Linked DNA regions of Mus musculus: regions 1, 2, 4 and 5 are each linked to region 3. Evidence: chromatin contacts called from public promoter capture Hi-C data. All regions are on one chromosome and are shown on one strand. Each heading gives the region's core, a stretch centred on a gene start, on an enhancer-like site or on the middle of the called end of the contact. The rest is flanking DNA. Distances are from core to core; before and after follow the strand shown. Region 1 overlaps Rxra (retinoid X receptor alpha). Region 2 holds the start of Col5a1 (collagen, type V, alpha 1). Region 3 holds the start of Ppp1r26 (protein phosphatase 1, regulatory subunit 26). Region 4 overlaps Col5a1 (collagen, type V, alpha 1). Region 5 has its middle 68 kb from the start of Gm39777.

Evidence for each region. Promoter capture Hi-C pulls out the DNA fragments that hold promoters and counts their contacts.
Region 1: a promoter capture Hi-C map of hippocampal neurons shows a contact between it and region 3, with 5 times the contacts expected there. The contact joins the enhancer-like site here to the promoter of Ppp1r26 in region 3. A contact is called at or near these places in 4 of 39 promoter capture datasets (the 3T3-L1 cell line, the C10 cell line, embryonic stem cells and 1 more) and 1 of 115 datasets of contacts at active chromatin or transcription factors (VIP interneurons).
Region 2: a promoter capture Hi-C map of liver shows a contact between it and region 3, with 4 times the contacts expected there. The contact joins the promoter of Col5a1 here to the promoter of Ppp1r26 in region 3. A contact is called at or near these places in 11 of 39 promoter capture datasets (the HPC-7 cell line, embryonic stem cells, frontonasal cranial neural crest and 5 more), 1 of 484 Hi-C or Micro-C datasets (embryonic stem cells), 8 of 115 datasets of contacts at active chromatin or transcription factors (embryonic basal ganglia, embryonic forebrain, embryonic hindbrain and 5 more) and 3 of 9 other capture datasets (adipose tissue, liver and macrophages).
Region 4: a contact with region 3 is called in a promoter capture Hi-C map of hematopoietic stem and progenitor cells, with 6 times the contacts expected there. The contact joins the enhancer-like site here to the promoter of Ppp1r26 in region 3. A contact is called at or near these places in 11 of 39 promoter capture datasets (the 3T3-L1 cell line, the C10 cell line, HPC-7-derived erythroid cells and 6 more), 1 of 484 Hi-C or Micro-C datasets (common lymphoid progenitors), 9 of 115 datasets of contacts at active chromatin or transcription factors (VIP interneurons, embryonic basal ganglia, embryonic forebrain and 6 more) and 5 of 9 other capture datasets (adipose tissue, embryonic stem cells, liver and 2 more).
Region 5: a contact with region 3 is called in a promoter capture Hi-C map of embryonic stem cells, with 7 times the contacts expected there. The contact joins the enhancer-like site here to the promoter of Ppp1r26 in region 3. A contact is called at or near these places in 12 of 39 promoter capture datasets (the 3T3-L1 cell line, 3T3-L1-derived adipocytes, the C10 cell line and 5 more), 1 of 484 Hi-C or Micro-C datasets (bone marrow-derived macrophages), 11 of 115 datasets of contacts at active chromatin or transcription factors (VIP interneurons, embryonic basal ganglia, embryonic forebrain and 7 more) and 2 of 9 other capture datasets (liver and pancreatic islet).

What each region holds. Positions count from the first base shown.
Region 1 is chr2:27,712,702-27,717,929 of GRCm38.p6, reverse strand. The region is part of intron 1 of Rxra (retinoid X receptor alpha); the gene reads right to left. Among named protein-coding and RNA genes, the nearest start is that of Rxra, 38 kb to the right of the region's middle. Within about 2 kb of position 3,664, at least 62 of the 459 cell types and tissues checked have an H3K27ac peak or open chromatin away from gene starts, as enhancers often do.
Region 2 is chr2:27,883,528-27,888,836 of GRCm38.p6, reverse strand. Col5a1 (collagen, type V, alpha 1) reads right to left here and starts at 2,412. Exons shown (of 66, transcript NM_015734.2): 1 at 1,913-2,412. The coding sequence starts at 2,021.
Region 3 is chr2:28,445,578-28,450,922 of GRCm38.p6, reverse strand. It overlaps Ppp1r26 (protein phosphatase 1, regulatory subunit 26), which reads right to left and starts at 4,077. Exons shown (of 4, transcript NM_001005420.2): 1 at 4,027-4,077; 2 at 2,941-3,038; 3 at 2,015-2,231; 4 at 1-621. The coding sequence starts at 563.
Region 4 is chr2:27,920,990-27,926,014 of GRCm38.p6, reverse strand. It overlaps Col5a1 (collagen, type V, alpha 1), which reads right to left. Exons shown (of 66, transcript NM_015734.2): 2 at 3,831-3,998. Among named protein-coding and RNA genes, the nearest start is that of Col5a1, 37 kb to the right of the region's middle. Within about 2 kb of position 3,769, at least 12 of the 459 cell types and tissues checked have an H3K27ac peak or open chromatin away from gene starts, as enhancers often do. A contact at or near this core is called in hematopoietic stem and progenitor cells, where this site is marked.
Region 5 is chr2:27,767,937-27,773,396 of GRCm38.p6, reverse strand. No RefSeq gene overlaps it. Among named protein-coding and RNA genes, the nearest start is that of Gm39777, 68 kb to the left of the region's middle. Within about 2 kb of position 3,041, at least 7 of the 459 cell types and tissues checked have an H3K27ac peak or open chromatin away from gene starts, as enhancers often do.

The DNA.
Region 1 (5,228 bases), core at 2,415-4,914, 730 kb after region 3:
GAGGGAGGAAGGGGATGAGGGAGGGGTACAGATTTGTAGGAGGAGTGGGAGAGGGAGTAGAGGTATACAGGAAGAGGGAGAGGTACTATTGGGTGTGGAAGAAGGACAAAGGGAGGGACAGGCAGCTGTGGAAGGGGCCCAGGCAGAGGAAGTATAACCACCTCTGGACAGCAGAGACACAACAGGGCTAAGCCAGGGGCATTGGCAGGCCCTGCTCCCAGAGGATGAATGAAGGGGATACAAAACACATTAGCCTCCTAGAAGCCCACACAAGGCAGGGTCATTGGATGGGTAGCTATGTAGGTACAGGATCCCCCAAATCAGAGGGCACCCATTTGGGGCCTGGGACCCCTTCTTACTCTGCACTCAATACTGGTAAGGGCTACCTCCCATTGAAGCTCCCACCACGGACAGAAACCACACTGAGTTCCTCTAGTGTTCTACCCTGAACATACCAGGCAAGCCACTGTCCACAGGCAGAGCCAAAGTCACCAAGTAGCTCTGCCCTGGGGCTGGGGGACGAGGGCACATGGCAGGTCTGTTTTCCTCTGGCTTCTATGACAGTCTCAGGGTAGCTGGAGCTTGTTTTATTTTGCTGAACACAGACATCTGACACATACTCTTATACCACGGGGACCCTGACTGCCCTTAACCACTCTGAAGCTTGCTGGCCTCACAGACCCAGGATGGTGTCCCACCCCCAGGGCCCACCCTGGGCATCCAAGCATCACCTGCCCCCAGTCTGGCTCAACCCTAGTTCTAAGCTGGGCCCATCACTGAGATGACCCTGGGATGTACTAATAGTCCTCTGGGCCAAGATCTGCCCAGACCCAGCCTTTTTAGTCCACTGTGTGTGTGAGTGTGTATATGTGTGCGCACACGTGTACATGCACGTGTTGGGGGTGCCAACCAAGCTCCAAGAAAGAGCTCAGCACATAGTGCCCTCTCCAAGGTTCATGATTTCCCACTGTGGGTCTGGCACAAGGTTTCCCCAGGAGCCACTAAACAGTGACCACCACACAGGAGGACAAATTCACCTCTTTCTACACACACACACACACCCATAGCTCTGGTCATGTCATCAGGTCTGGCCCAGAGAAGCTGTCAAATAGACATTTGCTAAAGGATGGGATAACGGAGCCAGGCACCTTGGTCAATGCCAGCTGCAGACACATCAGAAGCTTAGGAACCAGGCAAGCATGCTCTAAAGCTCCAACTAAGGCCCAGACTGTAAGGCTGTGTGACCTGACAAAGGCTGACCAAACAAACCCTCTGGGACTTATTTCCTCTTCTGCAAAAAGCTGCAGGCTAAGGAAGTGGCCAGACTGTAATGTCTCTCTCCTATGCCCCCATTTGCAGAGCTTCAGAGGCAGCTGCTCCTCCGGCGCCATCCCCTCTGGGCCTGCTCTCAGGCTAAATGTGTGAGGCCAAAGGAAGCGAGGCATACTCCCTCACTGGACCACAAGACCTTCCTCAGGCTCAGGCCTGGGAGGAGAGAACCCCAGGGCCTGACCACCCACAAGAGGGTAGCCTGCCAGTCACTTGTTCTTTGGCCAGTTGGGGGCCAGAGTCACTCTCTTGCAGACAGCCTGGAGCCGCACGGGGGAAGTGGACTTATGGCCACCACAGAACCAGATCACACAAGCGCTGAGAACCAACTGGTAGGCCCCTACCATCAGCAAGTCTGGGCTCATGTTCTGACTGCAACACATACAGCTAGCTAGAGCTGTGTACATCTGAGTCAACTCATCCTCATGGACATTACCACCAGGACGCTGCGCCCCACACACAGATGGACACCAGTGAGGACTTGGGAATAGGACATCTTCATCCCCAACTGCTAATGCCAGGAAGAACTGAATGGGAGACTGGCCCTGTCAGTGACTCCCATCCAGCTAGAGACAACCTTGTCTAGAGCCCCAACCCATCTAGCAAGGTGGTGGCCGGTAGCAGACATCAGAGAGGGTTTCCTGAGAGAAGCATGGCTCATGTCCCTCCAGCTACAGTACAACAGGCTCCCTCCCACATTCCCAAGCACATCTGGCAGGGTGGGCAGGACAAACCTGCATGAATGTCACTATGAAAAACCACCCCCAGCACAGTCCTAGGGCCAGCAGACAGATGATGTTAGGGGTCCCAACAACAGGACACAGAAGGCGTCAGTCCAAGGCCAGAAAGTGATGTCACCTCTCTGGACTGTCATATTCTCACTGGAAGGGTGGCCAGAAGGGCCTGATATTTACGGCTACAGGACATGAGGGGGTGTGCAGAGCTGACATACCATAGCACCAGGCTCAGATCCCAATCAGTATATAATACATACAATAGATTGTAACTCTGTAACTGAGGAGGCCTCTGTGGTCATAGCTCTGCCCTGTCATGTCTGCCAACTGAATCACACGTATCCTCCTTCCCAGTCTGGAGCATTAAAAATTTCACTTTCCAGGAAGCAAGCTTCAGACTTCCCTCCTTATAGTCCTGGTGATACAGCTGCCACGCCCAGACCCTCTGCCCTCTCAGAGCGTCTGCTTCCTTATGGGCAGGGCTCTACTGATGAGCAAAGAGCAGGCACTACACCACAGCTTGGGAAGGTTCAACCATGAGATTCCTAGAACCAAAGTTACACACATACACAACCTGATGGCGTCACTGGGTCACTCTGCCAGCTAGGAGGATAGTCTCAAGCTTTCCTGTACCCCACTCCTTAGCTCACAGAGCCAGAGGACAGTCCTCAACACTGGCCAGATCAACAAAAGCCATAAGCCTGGGGCCATTGAGACCACCAGGGCAGAGCCAGCATCTGCCCCAAGGGTGTGTGAGCCATTCCCAAATTAATGACTAAATCTTCATGCCCCAGCCCCTAGCCATCTGGTCACAGGGCTCTATGTACACTAGGATGGCCATAGGGCCTCCCTGAGCTATTTTCTCTCTAAACATAGCACAGGAACCTCCTGCGAGGTGGGAAGACTTTCCAGGTCAAGGGCCTGCAATGAGTGGTGATCAATGAGTTTTTCAGCCTGCCTGGCCTTGGCCACAGGGACAGAGGGACAACACTGGGTACTGACACAGTTTCCTACATCCCACAACCTCCAGCATCCATTAACGCAGGTGACCCCCATGGCCAGTCCAGGCTTCCTTCCTTTGGGAGTGCACACACTGTGCTGAGTCTCCTGTCCTCTTGCCCTCTCCTCTCCAGCCAACACATACGAGCACCATGCTACCATGGCGCCCTGCCTCATTCTGCCATCCACTCACACAGGCTACTCTGTTCGGGCACAGGCTCAAAGGCCTGACATCAAATCCCGTCACTCTGCTATTCCTCAATTTTCCCCCCTCCATAAAACTGAGCTGTTGTTAGGATTTCTTGTCTGGAGTATTGTCACCCTCCCCTGATATCATGACCTTAACTGGTGTTCTCAGCAGCAGTGGAGAGAGTGTGTTCCCCCTCTCAGGAGGAAAATGAGGCCTGGGCACCCCATGGGGGAGACACAGGCCAGGCCTGGCACCAGGCACCTGACAACCAGTCCTGTGACGGGCTGGCAGGATATTGGGAAACTCACAAGAACTTATTTCAATATCTTGGCCACGTCAGAGATGGGTTTCAACATGCACAGCACCCAGGAAGGACGGTGGCCATCTCGGCCTGTTTGCCTGCCCAACACACAGGGAAGGCTGTGCTCCCCGTGACTGCCCCACAAAGGGACAGGCAGAGACATAAGAGGGCCATGCCCTAGGAGCAGAGCTGCCCTCCCCCCACCCCCATCCCCTGGTCCCCCACTCCCACCCCCACCCCCCACCAGCACTCAGCCCCAGGCCCCAGGCCCCAGGCTCTGTCCCTCAGATGCCCTGTCCAGGACTGGGAAGGAGATCCTGCAATCTGCCAAGGGTGAGGCTTCAGAAGATCACAATCTAGAAAGAACAACCCTTGTGGTCCCCAGCTTGAGCACCCAGTACCAAAGCCAGAGAGGCCTTGCTCTACACATGCAGTGACTCTGGGCAGCCTGGAAGCCTTAGATGAATTTTAAACAAAGTCACAGAACCCTGAAGACAGCAGGAGACACTCAAGGTCACCACTTGAGTCCACACTACTACCCCATCAGACAAGAAGGGAAACTGAGGCCCAGTGAGTTGGACGAACTCTTCCCAGGACACAAACCTTAGAGGAGCTGAGCCTGACACCCAGAAGGAAGGAAAACTTTTAATGGGGTGGGAGTTGCATGACTGGCATTGGACCCAAGTCTTTTGCTAGAGAATTCTACAGTCTTGAGGCCCCAACAATAGGGGCAGGGCCCCACCAACAACTGATACCATGTGGTAGCCAACCTCGCCCATGTTCCGTTTTCAACTCCAGAACAGATATCCCACCCTGATAATCTGACAGGTTTCCAGCCTAGCCATGTTCTGATAGCCTGAGTTAGAGGTGATGTCTCTCCTACTGTCAAACCCCCAACCCAGATGACAACAGAACTCTGTAATGGAGCACCCAGAGCCACCATGTCCACACTGCCACCCGCCCAGTCTCTGAGGCCCAAATGTGGCTATGCCTATGGCCCAGTGACAGCATGCCACAGTCCCTGGCCCAGGCCCTGCATCACAACAGGTTCTACATGCAAGCACTTCTGTCCAGGTGTCCCCCATCCCAGTATCCAACAAACACAAGGATAATTCTCCGGAGATAATGAGGTAATCAACTCCTCTCGGCTCCCTGAGGGCCTCTGCACAGCCAGGCTATAAATACCAAGAGATACAGACTCTCACACAAGGACATGACCAGCCCCCTATCACATGTGGATCTGGAGGCATGGCAGAGATCTGGGAAACCTCATATCTTGCCCTATGGAAGTGGAGTGCCACCAGGAGAGAAAGAGGGAGTGAGGGGCTAGCATGTAAGAAGAGAGCTGGGGACATGAGGATCAGAAAAGGAGGTTCGACCTTGACCCTGAGGCCAGAAAAGACCTGGCTGGGATGGAGAGAGTAGAGAACTGCCGATTTTCTCCTAGCTGCATCAAGTTCTCTGCAGGTGCAGAGTCTGTCCCACCCTCATGATGCTCCCCTCACCCGACATGGCCCCAAGTCACACAACCAGCTGGAGGCGGAGAAGGACTCATCTCAGGAAAACATCAAAGCATAAGCTACCCCAGAAGATTGTGGCTGCCACCCTACGTACCCCTCTGGGTTCCTCCAGAACCTCTTTCTGTGGAGACCACATCCTGCTGTGTCCCAGGAAA
Region 2 (5,309 bases), core at 1,163-3,662, 560 kb after region 3:
ACACACTTGGCCAAGAGAGAGACAGAGGATCTGTGCTCACAGAAACCTCGGAAAACATCTGGCAGGTCCGAGAGGGAGAGCAGAGCAGGGTCTGTTTGCACTTTCTCCTGACCTGTCAGCATCAAACGTGCACTGCTGCCCCTCTGGCCATGCACTGAGGGTGACTTCAAAGTGGGTCGCACCACAGGAGCAGAGGGGAAAGCTTCCCGAAGCCCACCCAGAAAAGCAGTTTCTTTATGTGCTTCTAAAAGTCAACTCTGTCCAAAGCAAAACAGCTAACAGCACAGCCAGGACCCAGGCAGCCCCTTCCAAATGGCCGCACCCTCAACAGCACAGGGAAGTGGGGCAGAGCATAGTAATAGAGTGACGAAGAGAGGTAGGTGGCCACAGGACAGGGCAGGGCTGGGACAAGGTACAGGGTGGACAGGGTGAACCCGGAACACCCAACCTATGCTAGTGGTAACCCCAGCTTCCCAGGCGAGAGGTCCACTGAAGGCTTCCCTCCTGGGGTTCTGGGGCGCACAGGGGAACATTGTGGGGGTATAGGGAAAAGAGAGGCTGACCTCTCTTGTCTCTCCTCCACACTTTCCTGAGGGCCTTCAGCATTCCCTACTGCTAGCTTAACCCTGGGAACTCCGGGGCAGTTGGTCCAAGTTCCACAAGAGTGAGCATCGTCAGCCCATGCTCTCCCTCGGTCCCCGCAGGCCCTGGCCCCTCCCATTTCCACTCTTGCTCATCCTGTGGCCACTGGACACTAATGGTGCCAGAAAGCAGGAGAAGAATATTGTAATTGGCCATGGGGGGTGGAAATGGATTCTCCTGCTAGTCCTAGTAACACCAGCTAAGCTAAGGAGAGCCCTGTCACTGCGCAAGGGCTGACCACTCCACCCGCTGTTCGGCTGCCTGAACTCTTTCTAACTGCCTTCGCCTCCCTGTATCAGCACATGCCTGGTGCCTTCCCACCCTGGGCTATGGTGTTTAAGGGCTCTGGGGAGGTTTATCCCACAACTAACTAACAAGAGTGATGCTGAAAATAATATGCCTGCCCAGACCTGAGCCTGAAAGCGCTGAAATACAGACAGGGACAATCCCAGTACCTCCCTGATTCTGCCCATTGGATCAGGGCTCCTTCAGAGAACCCAACCTGGCAGGAGTCTCACATCTGCAGATCATCTGAGAAGCTCCCAGCCCAGACTCCAAGGCCCTCTCCAGGCTTCCCGTTCATCCCATCTTTGGGCAGAAAGCCCAAGAAAACTACCTCTAAGGGGTTTGGAGGTTTGACGGCTAGGAGTAGGGCTGGCCTACCTCACAGGGCTCCCCAGTGCCCCTGAAGACTTGTCAGGGACTACAGGGAACTCTGTCCCCTGGGAATTGCAGAAACTTAGCTCAGACAAGCAAGAGGGTGTGTACAGAGGGAAGTCCATAGCTGGGGTTTCAAACTTCTGGGATCCCCCTCCACCCCTAGGCGTCCCTGAGGAACTGAATGGCCTTGACTCTAGGGGGCGGCCCTTTCCAGCTTTCAGAAGGAAAGTTTCTGCTTAAGGGCTGCGTGGGATGCAGCGGGTCGCCTGTGATGTGGGACAGAAAATGCGAGGTTTGGGGACAAAAGTGTGAGCACCTCTGCTGGGATCTAACACGAGGCAGATTCTTCCTTGACTCGACCAACAGCCCCACCCAGCAGGCCCGTTTGAGGAGGGGGCGGTACGCCGCGGGGATGGAGTTGGCCCGGCTCCCTCTCCTGGGCCCCCAACGAATGGTATTCGTTGTCTTGCCCGGTGCATTCCACAGGCCAAGGAGGAAAGTTCTGCAGGCTCGGAGGAGGCCGGCGGCGAAGGAGCCCGAGATGACAGCGGCGCGGAGGTTCTGCGCACCTCTTACAGTCCCCGAGGTCCGGTCCCCAGAGCACTCTTACCTGCGCGGCTCGAAGGCGGCGCCCACAGCAGCAGCAGGAACAGGAGTAGCGGCGAAGACAGCAGCAGGGCGCCTGGGCGCGCAGCTTTCCAGCGGGTGTGTACGTCCATGCCGGCGGGGTGCGCGGGCCGGGGAGCGGGAGACGCACACGATGCACGGGGACCAGAGACACGTCCCGGGTGGCGGACGCTAGGGGAGCACGACAACTTCAGGGAGTCATAGGAAGCTCGGCACCCGCCCGATCTCCCCCGCGGCGGTGGCTGTTCTGGAAGAGGCAGCGGGCGCGCTCGCCCACGGCGCAGGGATCGACTGTGGCCCGGGACGGCCGGGACCCCCTCGCTGGCTGCTCGCGCACTCCCTGTCCTCCTCCTTCTAGTCTCGTGGCCTCCTCACCGCTGCTGCCCCGCGACCCGCTCCCCGTGGGCGCTCCGCTGGAGTGAGGTCCTGCGCCAGCCGCGGGGACCAGGAGTGCGGACCTCGCCTTCGGCGCTGAGCACTTTTCCCCCCTTTCCCTCCCTCCCTCGCTGCTGGCAGACAACGCGGAGGCTGTGGATTCCCCCACCCCCCACCGCCCCCAACGCCCGCAGCAAATCAGAGCCCGGCGCCCCGCTCAGCAAGGCCGGTCCCCGCCTCCCACTGGGCGCCGAGGGCGAGGGGGTGGGGATAGCGGGCGAGTCGCGGCGAGGAAGGGGCTGGCCCGGGGCGGGAGCGGACGTGGGACGGGGCCGGCGCCCCCGTTCTTTCTCCCCGCTCTGGGCGGCGGCCTCCAAAACCTGATGGCCCACCCTGATCCTAGATTCTTCCCGCCTCAGGTACCCCGACCTGGCCAGACTCCAAGAACCAACGTTGAGGGACCCCCGAAGTTTGATCGCTGGAATTCAAAAGAGAGATTGCAGTACCACACAGAACTTTCTCTTTAAGGAGGAGTTCCGAGAGCTCCTCTTCTGGGCGGAGACTCAACTTGCAATTCAGCCAGAAGGGGCTCCCTAGACTATGACTGACAGGCCAATACAGCGCTGGGGACCTGCCTTCTACCTCTCCACAGACCAGACTGTCAAGGATGCCCAGAGGGGCCTTAAGTGAACAAGGAGTGACCAAGTTATTAATCAGGTGAAGGTCAGTCTCAGATCCCACCCCACCGCCTTACTGCTGTCCCTAGTGGCCCAACAACTCACAAGGAAAAGGAAGAGCCCCCTTCCAGAGCTGACAGCTGGAAAAGGAGAGGGGCTCCCAGCTCCCCATCTACAGCAGAGGGAGACAGGAGTTCTCCCAGACTTCTCCAGGCCTGGGAGGCCCTGCAAAAGCCTGACTCACTGCCCTGCCCTTCTCCAAGGGCTTCAGGGTTTGTTTAGAAAGAATCAGAGTGAATTAAGAAGGCTTTCAGACACAAAGCTATCGCTCCCTTTGAACACATTGCAGCCTGAAAGAATTTTGTAGTGATGGAGACCGGCCTGGGACATCTCTCTCCGGCTGCATCCTCAGGCTCCCTAGTTTCTCATTATTCTCCAAACAAGAGGAGAGTGGCAGTCAGGGTGCAGAGGCATTCATGGGATAGAGGCAGTCAGAGGGCAGAGGCAGTCAAGGGGCAAAGGCAGTCAGAGGGCAGAGGCAGTCAGGGGATAGAGGCAGTCAGGGGGCAAAGGCAGTCAGAGGAGTTGCTGGGATGGCCATGCTCTGGTTCTTGAATCTGAATGGGGGTGGCTAGTACTGACTTAATTCAAGCTTTGCTTAAGTGTGGAATGTACCTTATAGGGAACATCAGACAGTACACAGAATAGAGGAGGAAAGCTGGGGATGCAGCTCAGAGGCTGTGCACAAAGGTCCTAAATTCTATCCAGAGTACAGAGAGGGCAGAGGGAAACAAGCTTGAGTGGACATGCAGACAGACAGACAGACTCAGTCACAGTACAGTAAGAGTTAAAAGCCAGCTTGTACTTGTTATGGAATAATTATGTATGTGTGTAAGTTGTATAAATGATAAGATGTGTATGTGTGTGTGTATGAACACATGTGGGGGCATGTACATGCATATGTGTGTCTCTGTGTGTGTGCTGTGTATACTGTGTGCTTATGTGCCATTCCATTGGTGAGTTTCATGGGGATGAAAACCTCAGCCATCCGGAGGCTTTCACCAAGCTCACCTCCCCATCCCCAACCTGCATCAGGTCTACATATCAGGGGAGGTCTTTCTCCCATCCACAGACGGGGACGCTGCAAGTCAGGCGGGGTAAGGGGCTTACCCAGAGCACCAAATCAGCAATGCGCTGTGTCAGAGCCAAGATGAGTGCTGCAGCTGATCAGCAGGCACAGGGTTCTTCCCTCTTCGTGCTATAATACAGACTCAGAACATCTGCCTTCCAGCAGGTACACCCTAGGCATCCTGCTCAGGCTAAGCCAACCCATACCCAGCATCCTCCTGTGCCCAATTGGCATCTCATGATAATGGAGAGTATTGGTCATGGTCTGTTCACCAGCATGAGTCTTTGAGGAAGCAAGCTGCCTGTGGGCCCCATCTATACCAGCCTGCACTGTTGCACCAGGTCTCCATGATCATGGACATAGTCTTGTGCTTCTGCTGTGTTCTTTCCATCTCGCCTGTCTCTGTATATCCACCTCCATCCAGTGTCCCCTGCATGTCCCTGCCATGCATACATGCCATTACCCTCTGTTGTAGAATACAGTCCTCCAAGCAAAGCAACTGCCATTATTATCAGGTCAGCTGTCCCTGCTTGCAGGAGTCCATCCTGATTAGGCTTGTGGACTGTTGCTGTTCTCACATAGAAGCAGACAATGAGGGAGGACCTTTACCTGAGACTCTGGGGAGAAGCAAAGAGGAAACGCTAAGGGGTGGGAGGTGCTTCCCTCCTTCTCGGAGCATATGAAGTCTCTCAGGCACATTACAGACTGGCCCTCCAACAGGTCCTGGGCCCCAGCAGCTCTGCGGTAGGTGCAGAAGGTCATGATGAGCTGTGGCTCTGCCTTGTGTGTAGAGATATTCACACCAGCAGGGATGCCTTTACATTTGTGCCCAGGGAAGAGCTCCACCCATGCGTCCTTCAGCTGGCATTCAGAAGCCAGACCGATGTCCCACCCTTGTACATGCCATTCATTAACTGCAAAACCTGGGCAGATGAGTTCCCTCTCTGCGATGCTTGTCACCTATGAAGTGGAGTAATGAAGCTGACTCTGGGATTCCCAAAGACTCAGATGTGAAGGGAGGTGGCATGTTTGAGACAGAGGGGCAGGCAGCTCTGGATTTTCCTTCTGTATGCCAGCCACTCCCTGCACCAAGTGTTTCCATGTCCTGTCCACTAAGACTGGCTTCTTTAACCTAAGCTGGCTAGCCTTTCCCCGCTGGTGCCAAACAAGCCTTTAAAAATGATGGGATTTCCAGGCAG
Region 3 (5,345 bases), core at 2,828-5,327:
TCACTGGCTCCCACAGGAACACTACCTGAGCCGGGAGTGAGCTGTGAGGGACACGGGATGGGCAAGGTGCTGCTGTGGGCAGGCTCGGGGATAGAGGGGGCCCCTTGGGACATAGGTTCAGAAGCCCCACCCCTTGCCTTCAGGTACTCTTGGATAGCTTCCTCAATGTCTCGGTCCACGGAGTCATCACTGTCAGAATCCAGCTCCAAGGGACTGCGTCTCCCAGCTTCATCTTTCTCCAGGGCGCTGCAGTTTGCCACGAGACCACGGGCAGGGAACTCTGGCTGCTCTTTGCATACAGCAGGCTTGGGGGCCAGCCTCGTGTCCCGGGACCTCTCTGCACGTTGGCCTCTTTGGGTGAGACGCTCATGGCCCATGCCCAGGGCAGCCTCGTCCCTCTGAAGCGTGCTGATGAGCATCTGGACCCTGGCGCTCACGGAAGCCCTGGAGCCGTCCTCTTTAGCCTCAGAGAAGCAGTCTGGGAGGCAGAAGCTCCTGGGCTGCCCAAAGGCCTCCCATCTGGACTGGAGCGCCACCACTGGAGGGGCGTTCATGAGGAACATCCTAGCAGGCAGGCTGGGTGCTGAGAGGCAGGGCTTATGGGTCAGCCTGTTTCACATCCTGGGAACAGAGAGAGCATAAGGAAGGGTAGAGCTGAGCAGTGACATCAGCAAATAATCACGCCACTACAACCTAATGTCTCGTTGACTGGAGTGGCTTATGCCAGCCTCTTAGGTGTCAGTTTTGTGAGCAGTTCTAGGAGTCACTTCCGCCCTGTAGGTGGAAGACTCAGTTAAAAAAACAAAGTGCAAACTCCAGCAGCTCTTTCCTTTCCCTTCTGGGTTCGCACTTTTCCGTAAGAGGAGGACAAAGGAGACGTCATTTACCTCCCAGTGTTATCAGAAGCCACAGCAGTCTAGAAATGCTTGTCTGTGCTTTAAGAAGAATGACAACACACAGGTAAGTAGGACTTTATGGGTGGATCCTCTCTGGAAATGACCAATAAATATGATCAAAGCTGCACCATATGACAGACTCAGAACACACTTCCTCGAGCCTTTTTTTCAGAATTGCCTTCCTTATGCTGTTTCATGTGAAAAATGTCAAATGTGTATTTGACAGCTGCTACTCAAAGGCTGACACCAATTTTGCCCAATTAGCATGAAAATTTTGGTGGTCCTATCATGTGGGTAGGCCTGGAGAAAGGACTGTGTGGTGTGTAGACAGATCATGGGCTTGCCAGCTTGGAGGCCGAGGACACTGTGAAGTGTCACGTGCCTATGTGGTTAGAGCCAGGTCTCTACATATCAGCTAGGCTGGTGTCAGGAACACTAAGAAAGTTCACAGAGTCATCCTAAGAGGAGCCTAATCTAAGAGGCACTGGGTCACACGGAAAAATGCCAGCTGCTCTGTACAGCTCTCAATTCCTCCAGGCTTCTCTGATGCCCTTCTGCCTCCCAGAGATTGAGGAGCACCTGCAAGGCTGAAGGACAGAGACCTGAGTTCCTCCAAGGGAAGGCATGGAAGGCTGTTCCACCTCTAACCCAAGGCCATAGAGCAGAGCCTGACCTTCGGTTTGCTTTACTTCTATGTACTTAATCAGGACCTGCCTTTCTGACAGGCTGGGATGTGCTGTAGACATACTGAAATCCCTTCCCTAAGAGGTGGGGCTGGGCATCTAGACCAAAATCTGCTCAGAGCGACAGGCAACAAATGGAGAGGTCACTGAAGATGCAGCGGCAACTCATGGTGATTACCAATGTGTGCTTTAAGAGTTAAACTAGTGGGGCTGGTGAGATGGCTCAGTGGGTAAGAGCACCCGACTGCTCTTCCGAAGGTCCGGAGTTCAAATCCCAGCAACCACATGGTGGCTCACAACCATCTGTAACAAGATCTGATGCCCTCTTCTGGAGTGTCTGAAGACAGCTACAGTGAACTTACATATAATAAATAAATAAATCTTAAAAAAAAAAAAAGAGTTAAACTAGTATAAAAAAAAATCTATTGTAATTACTTGTAAGTCTCAGGTGTAGGCTGATGCTCTGCAAGGCTTCCAGGTGAGGTCTTCACTGCTCGGCTTGCACTTCAAAGCATCTTCTACCAGCTTTTAAAGTCGGCCGTGTGAGGGCTGGACATGGTGGTGTACACTTTTAGTCCAAGCACCAGGATAGCCTGGTCTATGCATAGTGAGTTCCTGGCTTAGCCAGGGGTCTCTAGTGAGACCAAACTGTCTAAATAAATAAACAAATAAATAAACCAGCATTTACTACCAGGATTATCATCAGTAACATCTAATTTAGAAACTGATCATGGCTTATAAATATTTTTTCTGTTATGATATGTCCTTAATGTAAAGAAAGGCTTGACAAGTTGAGGAAAAACTTGCCCTGACACCAACTACACTAACTGTGGCTGATTTGCCTCCCCTCTAGTGAGAGCCGCAGGATGGAGGGTGCTTTCCTCTACCAGCTACCCGAGCTCACATCCTGGCCATCCTCAACAATCACTTTGCTTTCCTGAGACTCCCCACAGGCACAAGGCAGTGGGAACTAAAGGGAAGAGTAACTGCTTTCACTGGCTGGAGGACCTACCGCTTCTTTGCTGTAGGTGGTGTTCAAACTGCAATACTATAGAAATCACGTAACATTTGCAGGGCTTAACTGTGAAGGGTCTGAATCGAGTAGGGTGTGGTGGGGTATGCATGCCTTAATCTCAGGTGAAGGCCAGAGGATCAGGAGTTCAAGGCTAGTACTGGTTCCTTATCTAGTTCAAAGACAGTATCTGGGCTACTTGATGCTGTCTCAACCCACCAAAGTAAACACAACAAAAAGTGCTTTCCCCGTTGGGGCAGGGCAGGGTGGGATGGGGTGAGTAACATTAATATCTTAACATGACAGCAGGTGCAGAGCCGAGGGAATAAATCAGTTTATTTCCACTCACCTGCTCACAGCTTATAACGATGGACCCAGAACTGAGCTCCTCTGACAGTCTTAATGGTTGTTGGTCCAGCTACCTGGTCAATCTTGGGAGCTGTCACTCTGGAGAACCATGAACTTCACAGTTAGAAATGTGAGCTGAAGCCAGAATTGGGGCTTTAAACTGGAGGCTCTGGGAATCAGGTTTCCAGGGTGGTTGTGGGTACAATCATCACCCCTCTCTGCCCCCCCCCCCCCAGCATGGACTCTGCACTTAACTTATGATGTAGAGGGCCCTGTACTCCAACTTAAAGTGGGTGTGGGTAAGATTTGGTCCTTAGGAGCCAGAGGTGCTGACAAGATTCGGCCCCCAGAAAAATTGTTGTGACTGCCAATCCCTGTGCACAGTGCTGGAAGCAAGGGGAGACAGATCCCCCTGCTGCCTGAGTACTGACTGCTCTTCTCACTGTCTGAGAGGGAGCCGCAGTCTGGTCTTCAGCAGGTTAATGCCAACCCTTCTCCAGTCAGTGGCAGGGCCTCCGGCTGGTCTGTGCCCCCATCCATCCATCCCCCCCGAGTAATTTTCTGGGATCCCAGGCTTAGGGAATCCGGGAGTCTCGAAGCTGTTCGTGGCAGGTCGAGAAGGCAGCCTTGAAGGCCAGGCCGGCCTCAGTGACCGGGAGCCCGCCCCTCACCTGAGCCACACCTGGGCCCGCCCGGCGCCCGCTGGCTCTCGAGGAACGCAGGGCGCAACAAGCGCCAGGCATCCGCGAGAGGCGCCTCCCGGGGGCCGGGACCCTCTCCCGTGATAACACCAGCCTCAGCCACCAACCCGATCCGGACCCTGCACGCCGCGGCCTGCACCACGAAGCCAGCCCAGCTGCCCGCCCTGCGCCCCGCGTCCCGGGAGGCGCCGGGCCCGGAGAGCGGGGAAGCACGGACACTCCCGCCCCGCCCTCCCTCGGTCGGGCGCCCGCAGCCACCGCGGAGTCCCGCGGGGACTCAGGGGCCCGGCGCGCCGTGGGAGCGCGGGAAAGGAGGGCGGGGCCGGCGCGGCGAGGGGCGGGGCGACCCCCACCCCCCACCCCGGGCCGTCTCTCCCGCCACCTACCCGCGGCGGCGGCGACCGCGCTCCGGAAGCCGTGCCCGGTGGCTGGGCATCATGGGAATGGCACGGCCGAGTTCCGGGGGAGGCGCGCGGCCCGGCCGGACCCCCGCCCGCGAGAGCGCGCCCACCTGCACTGCGAGCGCCCGCGCTCGGACACGCACGGCGCGCGGGAGGAGCGCATGGGGCAGCTTGGAAACGGCCGCGGCGCCCGCGGGACTCGGAGCCTGCGCGGGGACCCTCCTTGTCCTCCCACCCGGGGCCTGGCGCAGCTCCGGGCGCCGAGAGCGTGCGCAGCCCAGGGGTTCAGGAGGTCGCGCGCGTCGGCAAGTTGGCCACGGCGAGAGGCGTGGCCGTGAAGAGAAGGAGGGCGGCCGGACCCTCGCACATACCTTCTTTTTGGTCCAGATCCAGTGGCCCCCGCGTGCCTGGCATCTGCTCACAGTTGCCCTTCCTATCCTCAAACACAGCAAAGGTGTGCTTCCTTGCCTGCAGTTTGCACCCAGCTCAAGATTGTGCTTAGTTTGCCTGCTCTGGACACCGCGGGGCCTTCTGGGCTACCCAAGTCCCTTTACATTGTAGAACGCTTCTATATGTCTATGCACAATGCCCCCTCTCCCCACTTTAGCCAGATCTTAGAGTGTGCTTAAAGATAGGAACCCTGAGGCTGAGGAGAACTAAGCAACAGGAGTCATGCAGGGTGACCTTGCTCCACATTCACACCAGTGGTCTTAGGAACAGGTGGGATAGGACTAGCTTCCGCCAACGCGGTCAGGATTATACAGTGGAATTTCTTGGCTCTGTGGCACACTGTATGTGATGTCGGAAATCTCCCTAGTTTTCTTTTACTTTTTAGACATGTCTGGAGATTCTGTATTGATCATGTCAGGGAACAAGCCAGGCTCACCCCCGGCCCTAGGCACTCACCCTGTCTGATAAGGCAGAGGAAATGATTAGAGAGTGCCAGGGATCTGACAGGAGAAACCCCTAGAGACTTGTTATATAAATGAGCCTGACCTCAAACTTACACAGATCCACTCGCCTCTGTCTTCAGAGTGTTGGGATTAAAGGCAAGTGCCATCACACCTGGCCTGAGTTTTTGTCACTATGAAGTAATATTATGAACATTTAGAGAGAATTACACAACCAATAATACCATCACCAAGATGTAGCTGTAGGCCTATTTTGGAATGCTTTTAGTGTTGTGAGAAACACCTTTGGGTGTCCCTGAAGCCACTCTGTGTATGTCTCCTGGTCTAATGCCTAGAAGACAGTAGTCTGCTTGGGAGAGATGCGAGGTGCTGACACTTGGCAGGTGCCCTTCA
Region 4 (5,025 bases), core at 2,520-5,019, 520 kb after region 3:
TTAAAATGCCCCTCCTCAATGTTTAAAATCACTATGGTAACAAATTTTCTCAGCTCAGACAAAACTTGGAAAAGATGAATTATGTTGAACATTAATCTCTCTCCTAGCAAAATAACAATGGATTTATAGTCCCTTTAAGAAGGTCTCTCTTCACTACGACAGGAGCTGACACTGTACGCCAAGCTTCCGGGTAGTCTGGAGAAGTGCATGTGCGGTCTGGTGCCTCCTGACTGATCTCACTCAGAAAAGCCACCACAGTGGAGGGCCAGCAGCTCCGCTCATGGGGTATCCTCCCTCTTCCCACCAACACCCAAGGGCCCCGGTCCACGGCGGGGATACAGTAGGCAGCTAATAAATGCAGCTGCCATGGAATTGACTCTCCCAGAGAATCTCACATACTACCATATGGGCAGGATGGCCACAGCCTCTCAGAGAAGACACAGTTCTGCTCACTGAAGGAATGCAGTACCTCTGACCTGCTGCTGTATTCTTACACCATCCTGGGGCCCCGTATCCCATGGTCCAGCCCAGGCAGCCGCACCCTGCTTCCCATGCATGGCCTTTGTCTAGGGCCAGCATTCTGAGATGTAATTTATCCTGTGGTCTGCAGTGGACTGGTTGGACCCAGGGCCTCTGGTCAGTAAGGATAGGAGGGAGCAATAGGGGTAGCTGGTCAGGGGCTGCTCCTGGAGCTAGCTGAAGACTTGGGATCCTGGAGTAAAGATGGAGCCCTGGAAATGGGGGGATAAGGAGAAGAGCTCCTGGCCAATCCACCCTATCTAGTTCTGAGTGAGCCAGAAATCTCAGGTACCTCCTCAGAGAAGGATGCTGAGGAGAACAGAGGGGAGACCTCAGTCCTCAGTGGAAGAATGGTGGGGACTGGTTCTCCACACACAAGGTGAGGCCAGGGGTCAGGCCTTAGTGTCAGTCAGGAGACCATTACAAGCAGCTGGTGCTAGCTGGGTAGACATAGGAGCAATAAAGCAGTATACAGGGAAGTCCAGGACCGTCTTCATGCATGGCCTGCTAGTTTCTTTTAGATATGGCGCCCACCCTGTGGGGGAGAATGGCCAGATCTTATGCCATGAACAAGCTAGCCCAGCCATCTAAAGACCCAGATCCACACAGCCCATGAAGGAAAGATTATGCTGCTCACTAGGATAAGGCTGTCTTGGGAGATCAGCCCATAACCAAGGGCATCATTGAGCAAGCACTAAGACAATTCCAGACATCTATTCATGCTCTACCCAATCCAGTCTTGCTGCGGTTGCCTGGAGCCCTCGGGCCTCCTAGTGCAGCTACCACAGACAGCCTCCCCACCCTGGTGTAGCCAAGGAGCTCCTGCACTCTGGAAGAAGGCACACAGTAGCTAGCAGCCACCCTCATTCTTACCTAGGCTGCTGCAATGGCTGGCATGTAGCCACGTGAGTCCTGTGGAAGACATCCCACAAGGTCTGACCTGTTTCCTAAGCACTTGCCAATCAGAAAGCCTGCAGTACCTTCCAGGATTTTCCAGGGTCAATCACCTACTCTGAGGTATACAGCCTCAGACACCAGATGATGGATAATGCTGACCCTGGAACAGCTTTTCCAGACTGACCCATGGGACCTGAGGAGATGACACCACAGAAACTCCTCTGCAGAGACTCCGAAGCCACCTTGGCTGCACTGGCCACTGTCAGACAATCAGTGATTGACCCGGTGTCCCCCACACCCTAGCTACAGCAATTCTGATTATCTAATCAAGTTACTAATTTGAGGACAGTTGAAAACAAAACCAAAAGCTTCCCAGGACTGGGGCTGGGACTCGGTTGTCAGAGTACTTCCTGAACCCATATGGAGCTCTGAGCTTGATCGCCAAAACCACATAAATTTCATACTGATGCATGCCTGCACTCTTAGGGCAAAAAAAAAAAAAAAGGTGGATTCAAAATAATTGGAAGTTCAGGGTCATCCTTAACTGTAAAGCAAAATCTAAGGCTAGTCTAGAACAGCTGAGACCGTGCCAAAAACAAATACAGTAAAGGCCCACGGTTCACCCCGCACACTGGCAAGTCTAAGGCAGAGGACACGAGCTGAGGGCAGGCTGAAGACAGGCACTGTGCCTGTAATCCCACTGCTTGGGAGGTGGCAGCAGGAAGACTGGGAGTTCAAGGTCTCCGTAGCTGCTTGGCAAGTTCAAGGCCAGCCTCAACCTACATGAGATTCCGTCTCAAAAACAAAATATCAACAAACTAGTCAACTACCAAAAAAATATCCCCTATCATGTTACTTGGGAATCCACTCCATTTCCTGGGCTCAGCTACCTGATCCTGTGAGAATTCTTACCATAAGCCACCCAGGGAGAAGAGAGTGACAGATGGGGATTCTAGCTACCTGCTCGGCTAGCCCCCTTGTCTTGGGTGACAATGGTAAGAATACAAGCATCAGTGAGCTCTGTATAGCTCCTTGGGCTGGGAGCCTTTCTTTTCTGCAGCCATCCCCATTTCAGCTTCATCATCATCACCTCCAGCCCTCTGTTCCTGACTAGCAGACCCTTCCAGCCTGGGCCCAGGTCTCCATGGCTCCAATTTGGGAATTCTAACTCTTGGGCCACAAGACAGAAAAATTACAACTCTCTGAAAACAGATGAGACTGAGTGTTCTCAAGATGACCTCCCCCCCCCCTCTGCAAAAATGTTTTCTCCAAAAATAAGGCATAGAATCCATCCCTGCAGCCCCTCACAAGGAAGGGTGAGGTTCCCGTTTAGAAAGGGTCGTGGTGGGACATTTATCTTTACAGAAGAATTAGAGGGGCATCTGTGAGCCAGGGTGATTCTGCACTAAAGGTGTGCTCCTTGGAGACCCCAGGCTGCTTCCCCTGTGGCTGCAAGGAAGGTGCATTGCGCACGAGATCCATCCATCCAAAATGATACCTTGGACCAAAGCACCCAGCTTCTTCCTCAGCTGTAAAGTCACAATGACTCCAGAGCAATGCTGAGTGGAGGACAAACCCTGACAGAAGACCAGAAGTGCCAACACCGGGGGGGGGGGGGGGAGGCAAAAGCATCATCCAGGGACACAGTGGGGACATGAGGGACAGCACAGGTTGCTAAAACTGCCCAATTCTGGTTCAATGCTGCGGTCATATCCAGACCATAAAAGATTGAATGCAGACTTCTAATCGCAAAAGAGGAGTGTCTGGCTGACCTACCTCTTACTCAGGTCAACAGAGTCAGGGCACCTCAGGCTAAGCTGGCAGGCCCTCCTGAGGCAGGGGAAGAAGAATCTATCACCTGCCCACACTGAATAAACCCAGGGCACTTAGTACCAGTAGATGTGGTAGAGAGGAGCTAACTCCCCTTGTGGGTGAATCACTTAGATGCACGCCTCTGTCCAACATGGTGGCTCCCTCTGGATACATAATTAAAAGTAGATGTCTGGCACCTGGCAGCAGACGCTCATTAAGAATCTCTCAAGCTCGCTGCCAGCCAGGGTTCTGGACTTGTGTCTCTTAATGTCACTGGCCCCAGTTAGGATTATGTTCCCCAGTATAAGCCTTTCTTCTCCATGACCTAAGATCTCACTTCATCTCACCTCCTTTCTGTCCTTTCTCATGGTGGTCTGTCATTAATGTAAACATGCCTACTTGTATCCCATTTAGCACAGACAAGGCCTTGCGCACACACAAGTGGTGAGTGGGTGTTGGTTTCACTATAATGAGGAAGACTCACACAAAGCACACCCACGGCTCTGGCACAACCACCCACTCCGGCTTCCTCTTTGGCCCTGGCCAGAAGCCTGAAGTCCCCAGCACTCTGCCACCCAGAACAGGAATGAGGCACCTCTTACCAGGGTACAGCTGCTTGGTGGGCATGCTGAGCTGTGCATCTTTAGAGACTCGGTAGGCAACATCCGGCTCGCTGGAAGATCTTCGAGTAGCACAGAAACCTGTGGTTTTCGTTACCCCTGAGGGCAAATTGTGAAAATCTAGCATCTCCAGAAGATCTGCTGGCTGAGCTGCAAAGACAGAGAAGCTATGTCAGCCCCAAGATGGACACAACTGAGGGGCACCCCCAAAGAGAAGGTGAATCTTAGACAACTGAAACCAGCAAACATCTGGTGTTCAGAAGAGACTGAGGGCTTGCTCAGGAGGGACACGTCTTAGAAGTGGCTCTATCTCCAACTAGTTGCCCAGGTTAGAGCCTGGCCTCACCTACACCCTCTGAAAGCCCCCAAACTTCCTTGTTTTACAAACTGCAGGGACTTCTTACTCCACATCCTCACTTGCCTGAGTCACACAATCTCCACTTCTTCTCAGCAACACTGGAGATAGGTCTGTCACCTAGACGCAGCCAGGAAGCCTCAATAGCTCCAGCAATCTCTACGGGGCTGTTTCCAACATTGGAGTGATTGACAGCTTAAGAAACTGCCAAGCAACCTCTAGTCTCTGCACTGTCTTTGATGTCATTTCGTCCCCCATGTTCCCACAACAGCTTAGAGCAAATATCCGATTTCTGTCTGGTATCAAAAGATTTAGGCCTGAATACCCAGGTCAGGAGAATGCTTGCAGGACGTCCCTTTAGGAAAGCTTCTGACACCCCATCCTCTGGGAGCCACTCAGAGGACAGCAGAAGCTTGACCCTCTGACCCCTGAAGTGCAGGCGCTTCCTCAAGAGCTCAACAGTTGCCCCTGCATTGGTTAGCTGTGCCAACTTGACCTTGTAAGAGCGATTCAGTGAGGAACTGTTTATACTGAGTTGGCCCGTGGGCATGTCTATGAGGGGTAGGTCTTTAACTAGCTAATATGGGAAGACACAGCCCACTACAGGTGGCACCATTCCCTAGGCATGGGGTTGTGAAGAATAACAGTGAGGCGATCAAGCTGAACACAAGCAAGCAGGTGAGTGTGTGTTCCATTCATTTCCCTCTGCTCTTGACTCTGGATGTGATGTAACCAGATGTTTGAAGTCCCTGCCTTGACTTCCCCACAACAATGAGCTGTAACCTGGAATTCTAAGCTGAAACAAACTGCTTTCGTCTCTAA
Region 5 (5,460 bases), core at 1,792-4,291, 680 kb after region 3:
GCCTTGGAGCTCCCGGCAGCTCTCCTAACGCTTGGGGCTTGCTTAGGGACAGGATGCATGCAGACACCAGCAGAGAGGACAGAGCCCAGGAGAAGCCAGGCCTATACTGTCACAGGTTCCCATCCAGAGAAGGCGTGTTGTCTGCACGGTCTCCTGAATGTGTGTGAGTGAGCCAGGTGAGCCTATGGGGCCTCCACACTGGGGAGGGGGTTGTTACTGGAAGTGGGCTGCCTGAGCACCATGTAAGAAAATTGCGGTCTCAGCTCTGCTGAGATCAAGTGACCTAGCATGGCTCAAGGCCCCACCATAAATCACACTGTCAGCAAGGACCACTGAGGTGACCCGAGACGGTCAGGCAAACACAGACACTGTCAGGCCAGACTCTCCAAGTGGGCTGAGGTCAGAGGTCACCTACCAGGAGTTGGGTCAGAGCCATGCCTTTGGAAACTGTGCAGGGTGTGGCCAAACCAAGCCTGCCAGGTTAACCCTTGACTAGATAGTCTCCCCAGGGCAAGGTGGGCAGGGAGGCCATCACCTTATCTCCTGTGAGCCCTGTGGGGGCAGCAGGAGAGACAGATGGTAAAACCTGGAGAAAATTTGACCTTCTGTAGGAGGAAGGTAGGGTTGTCATGACAGAGGCCATCACATGCCCAGGGCCCAAGACCACCTAGGACAAAACCTAGATCCAACTGGTCTCCCACTGCACACTCCTCCCACCCCCAGGAAGCTTCCAGGATCCAAGGCTGGCATGGCTGCAATAGGTGTGGCCCCTCCTGAGAAGGACCACAATTTCTTTCCTTCCCTTAAGAAGGTCTTAGACTTGTGTTACCATATCTGTGGGGTCTCACTTGTTCCCTCCTGGGACCCCCAGGCAGGTGGGGATGGGCCACCTCAGCCCCGGAAGGAGGCAAGCAGTGCTCCTCCCAACTGAGGGAGCGCTATTATGGAGGAGGGCTCCATTAGGTACCAACACTTGCCTGGTTCCTGCTGGGGAGCCAGCCCCACAAGAAGAGGGCATTGAACCAACAGCAAGAGGGATTTCAGTTAGACTTGAGGAAGATTGTCAGAGCAGAAACCTCCTTACAGACGGGTTCCAGGAATTCCCTCTGTGTCTGAGCCACATGGGAAAAGTTTCTGGAAGCTTCCCAAGCATAACACAGTGGTTGAGCGCAGCCTTGGTGATCTCAGAAACGCTTAGGAAACAGTAGTTGGACCCAGTTAGAAGAGCCACAGCCCCCTCCAAAGTGCAGAAAGGAAGGACTGGACCTTCTCCAATCACAGTGGACAACTGGCTCTGCAGGGTCTCTAGGGCGCCACCTGCAGGAGGAAGAGTGAGTTTCTGCTCTGCCCAGATGGCCCAGGCAGGGCAGAGGCAGCCAAAGGCAGGCCATCGGGTCTCCCAGATGCAGCCAGGAGAGGTGCAGAACAGGGTCTCCTGGCTCCACGTGCACAGTAGGGGCGCGGAGCTTGGCTGTGACAGAAGACTTCACTTCATGGTTTCTTCGCAGCGCCTGGTGTGAGGGCCACTGAACACACCTGATTCCTTCTGGCTGTTGGTGATCTTCTGGAGACATAGCCAGAAATGACATTGAAGGTGTTCTTTGCCCTGTTTTGTCTTTGAAGCTCAATTGCCACATCACCTGGGAAGACTTACCAGTCCCCTTGCCCACTGGTACGGTCACTTCACTATAGTGGCCCACTCAGCCTGTACCTGCCGCCAGGATGCGGCCTGGGAGAACACTCCAGACCCTAATCGGACAATAGAGTGGGTCTAAGCACATGACCTGTGGCAGGGCCCAAGGGAGATGTGCTGGCACGGGAAGGTATACACCAGGTCTTGAGGACCAGGATCAACATTCAAGTAAAAGTCCCTTATTTATGGCTCATATTGAATTCATGTGGAAATGGAAACTTTCACATACTGGGTTAAATAAAATATGAAATTCACTTCACCTGATTTTAATGTGGCTAGCAGGAAGTTTTCAATTTTCAGATGCATATTTGGTTCATGTGAGTTTTCTGTTGAACAAAAACTCTGCGTTTGCCTGGAATCACGCACATGGCCTAACCACACATCTCCAAAGGTATTTTCTGAGTGATAAATGGATGGATGGATGGGCAGATGGGGGATGGACCATTGGACAGGTGGACAGATGGGTAGACGGGTGGAGGATAGGTGGATAGATGGACAGATGGGGAACTGGGATAAATGGAGGGACAGATAAATGGGTGGTAGATGGGTAGATGCATATAGATGATGGATGGATGGATGGATGGATGGATGGATGGATGGATGGATGGACAGACGGGTGGTAGAGCAGATGAGTGGATGGGCAGATGGATGGATGGATGGATGGATGGATGGATGGATGGATAGATGGTTGAGTAGATGAGATGGGCAGATGAGTAGTGAATGCATGAGTGGGTGGGTGGGTAGATGGAGGTATGCATGGCTACATGGCTGGGTAAACAGATGAATATATGGAGAAGCAGTGCCTGGAGACAAACGTCTCCCATTGCCTGAGGCCCTGGCTAACTGCCACACAGTTCTGCTCTGGCCCAGCACAGACAGCTAGTTAAGCCCACAAAACCATAAGCTCCCTTCTCTGGATGTGCACTTAACCTAGTCATCTGATTGTCCCCACTGGGGCTCTGGGGGCCAGAGACAGCAAGGGGCTGTCAATGTTTTCAAGCACACTTCCAACCATGCTGAAGGACTGGTACTCTAGGACACAAGGATAGAAGGTCTGCTGAAGTTATTCTGTTCAGCACCCGCCTCTCCCACTCTTCAGCCCTGCACACCATCAAGGAGCAAGCAGGGGCTCTGCTGTCCTCTAAGGTCATTCCCAGGCAGGACCTTGGCCTCCTGAGTCTGGGGCAGCATAGGTGAACTCATCTGGGCCTTGAGGGTCTAGGAAATGGTTGCTAGGAGACCTGGTAGGTGTGTGTGTGTGTGTGTGTGTGTGTGTGTGTGTGTGTGTGTGTGTGTGTGTGATTGATCTGCACTTAGTGAGGTGATGCTGCCCTCTCGTGGTGGATATGGGTACATGGGAGCCTCGTGTACCCTGCCTGGTTCACAGGTGTATGACAAATACCCAATTCACAAGAGACTCTCTGGGACAGAAACGGAATAAAAAAAAAAATCAAGGTTGTAGCGAGTCTAGGGAGAATTCTACCCCTAGTGACATCAAAGGTGAAAATCTGGTTGCAGGATATAGTTTGTGAATTCCCTCTTCCATTCAAAACTATTTTGATGTAATAATCCACGGAAGTCTCCCTTTTAAAGCAGTCTTTAGTCGAGCTTGAAGTGAAAGACAGCATAGCCTGCTGACAGCTCCAAGATTTGCACCCCAGCTATTAAACTTCTGCAGACAGAAGAGCCTGTCTCTGCCAGGGAAAGGGCAGACAGGGAGTAGAGGAGTTTCCAAAGCTCTCTCTCCAGCAGGGCTGATACCTGATCCCACCAACAGGAAGTGGCCACCAGAGCCAGCGTGGCGGCAGAGTCAGACCTGAAGCCTGGAATGCCTAGGCACTACTGACAGCTACGCTCCTGTCTGCACTCAGCCCTTCCCAGGCAGCTGGTGGTTGTTCTATTGGCTTCTACAGTTGCCCTCCACAGTCCTGATGCTGCCACAGAACGAGTCATCAGGTGTTCATCTCTTGTGCCCAGGCAGGGTCTCTGATCTTCCTTCTCAACATGGTAGCCACGGCTGAAGCAGCCCCTGCCTCACAGTGCATTTTCCCTTTGCTTGCTTATTGCACGACATCGTCCTTTGCTGTTTAGAATGTCATATGAGAGGAATTCAAAACTCACCTGGTTTGCATTTACTGTCAGATTCCTGGACTTTCCCACTGACTTGTCCCCACCCAGGGCCCTGGCAAGTCACAGTCCTCCGTGACAGCTTGACCCTCAAGCCTCCACCTGCTCACCCCAGGACCCTTTAGCTCCAGAGAACCAGCTTACCCTCTACCCCATCCTGTGCTGTTCTGCTCTGAAGTCCAGTGTGTCTCACACTGTGGGCACCTCTAGTCCCTTGCCACAGTGCTTTGATTCTCAACACCCTTAGGCTTGTAATCGCTTCTGTGTGTGCTAATCACGCACACAGAAAGCATTGAGTTGTCTGGTGATGGGATAGTCCCCATGGTCACCTGCAAGCCAGCAGTCACTTTATAAAGCAGCGTTTGTCCCAGCACAACTGAGCAAGGGAGTCGTTTAGAGGTGGGGAGCGGAGAAGCAGTGCATGGGGAGGAGGTATGAGCTAGCCCATGAAACGCTTTCTGGCCTCATCTCACCATGGGTTGCTTGCTCTATTCTCTTCCTCCCTGTCTTCTTCTTGGATAGGGACAAAGCCACAGGTGTTTTTAGAAATGCCATGTCCTTATTTATTATTGCTAGGGTATCTCACAGGCCTTCTGTTGACAGACTGTTCCTAAGGAAACACATTGGCAGCAATTTCTCTAAAATTACCATGTAGACAGGCTGGCTTTAGACCCACAGAGATCTGCCTGCTTCTGCCTCCCGACTACTAGGATTAAAAGTGTGTGCCACCACACTTGGCTGTAACCTAGTATTTATTATGTAGAATTAATATATGCTAGTAAACACTAAACAAAAACCGCCTGGCCTAGTTCCTGGTGGCTCCAACAGGACCTGAAGTAGGTATTGTATAATGACCACACCCCATAATACATTTTTAAACCTAAGAATGGTTTTAGGTTTGCTGAAGACTTGCTGTCAACAGAGATTCTGCACGTTCCTAGTGTCTCCCTCCCTCCAGGCCCCTTCCTTCCTCCCTCTCTCCTCCCTTCATCCTCCCATCCCTCCTCCTCCTGCCTCAGGCTCTCCCCTCTGTCTCATCTTTAACACATCCCTTAACTGAGGTAGTACTGACAGTTTGTGATCATGTCACATTTACTCACCATATCTCTTTGGGTTTCTCAGAACATCTCTTTTAAAGACCTTAAGCTGCCTAGAGGGCCCCATGTGGGGTTCATCTGATGCATTCCTCCTGGTCAGTTTCTGCTCTGCCTCCGTCTGTCAGAAGTATAGTGCTGCCTATCTGGTTCTACTGGGGCCTAGGCAGAGAGAGCCTTGGGCTGATTTGTTGTTGTTGTTGTTGTTATTGTTATTGTTGTTTTGTTTTGTTTTTTTAAAGAAAGGCTCTTGGTATGTATAGCTCAGCCAGGCCTCAAAACTGGGATGTGGTGCTCCTGCCTTGGCCTCCTGAGTGAAGGAATTACAGGAGTCTTCCACCATGCCCAGCTTGTACTGGGACTGCTGCTTCAGACTTCTGGGACTCTTAGTGAGAGCCTCACACGAGCCTCCGGGGAAGTCACCGTGCAGGCCCCACGCTCAGGCACAAACGGAAGCTTCCACTCAATATCTGCTGAGGGCGGCAAAGTTTGTTTGGAATTTCCCTTCCTCTTTCCTTCTCTTTGTTTATTTATTCAATCATTTAT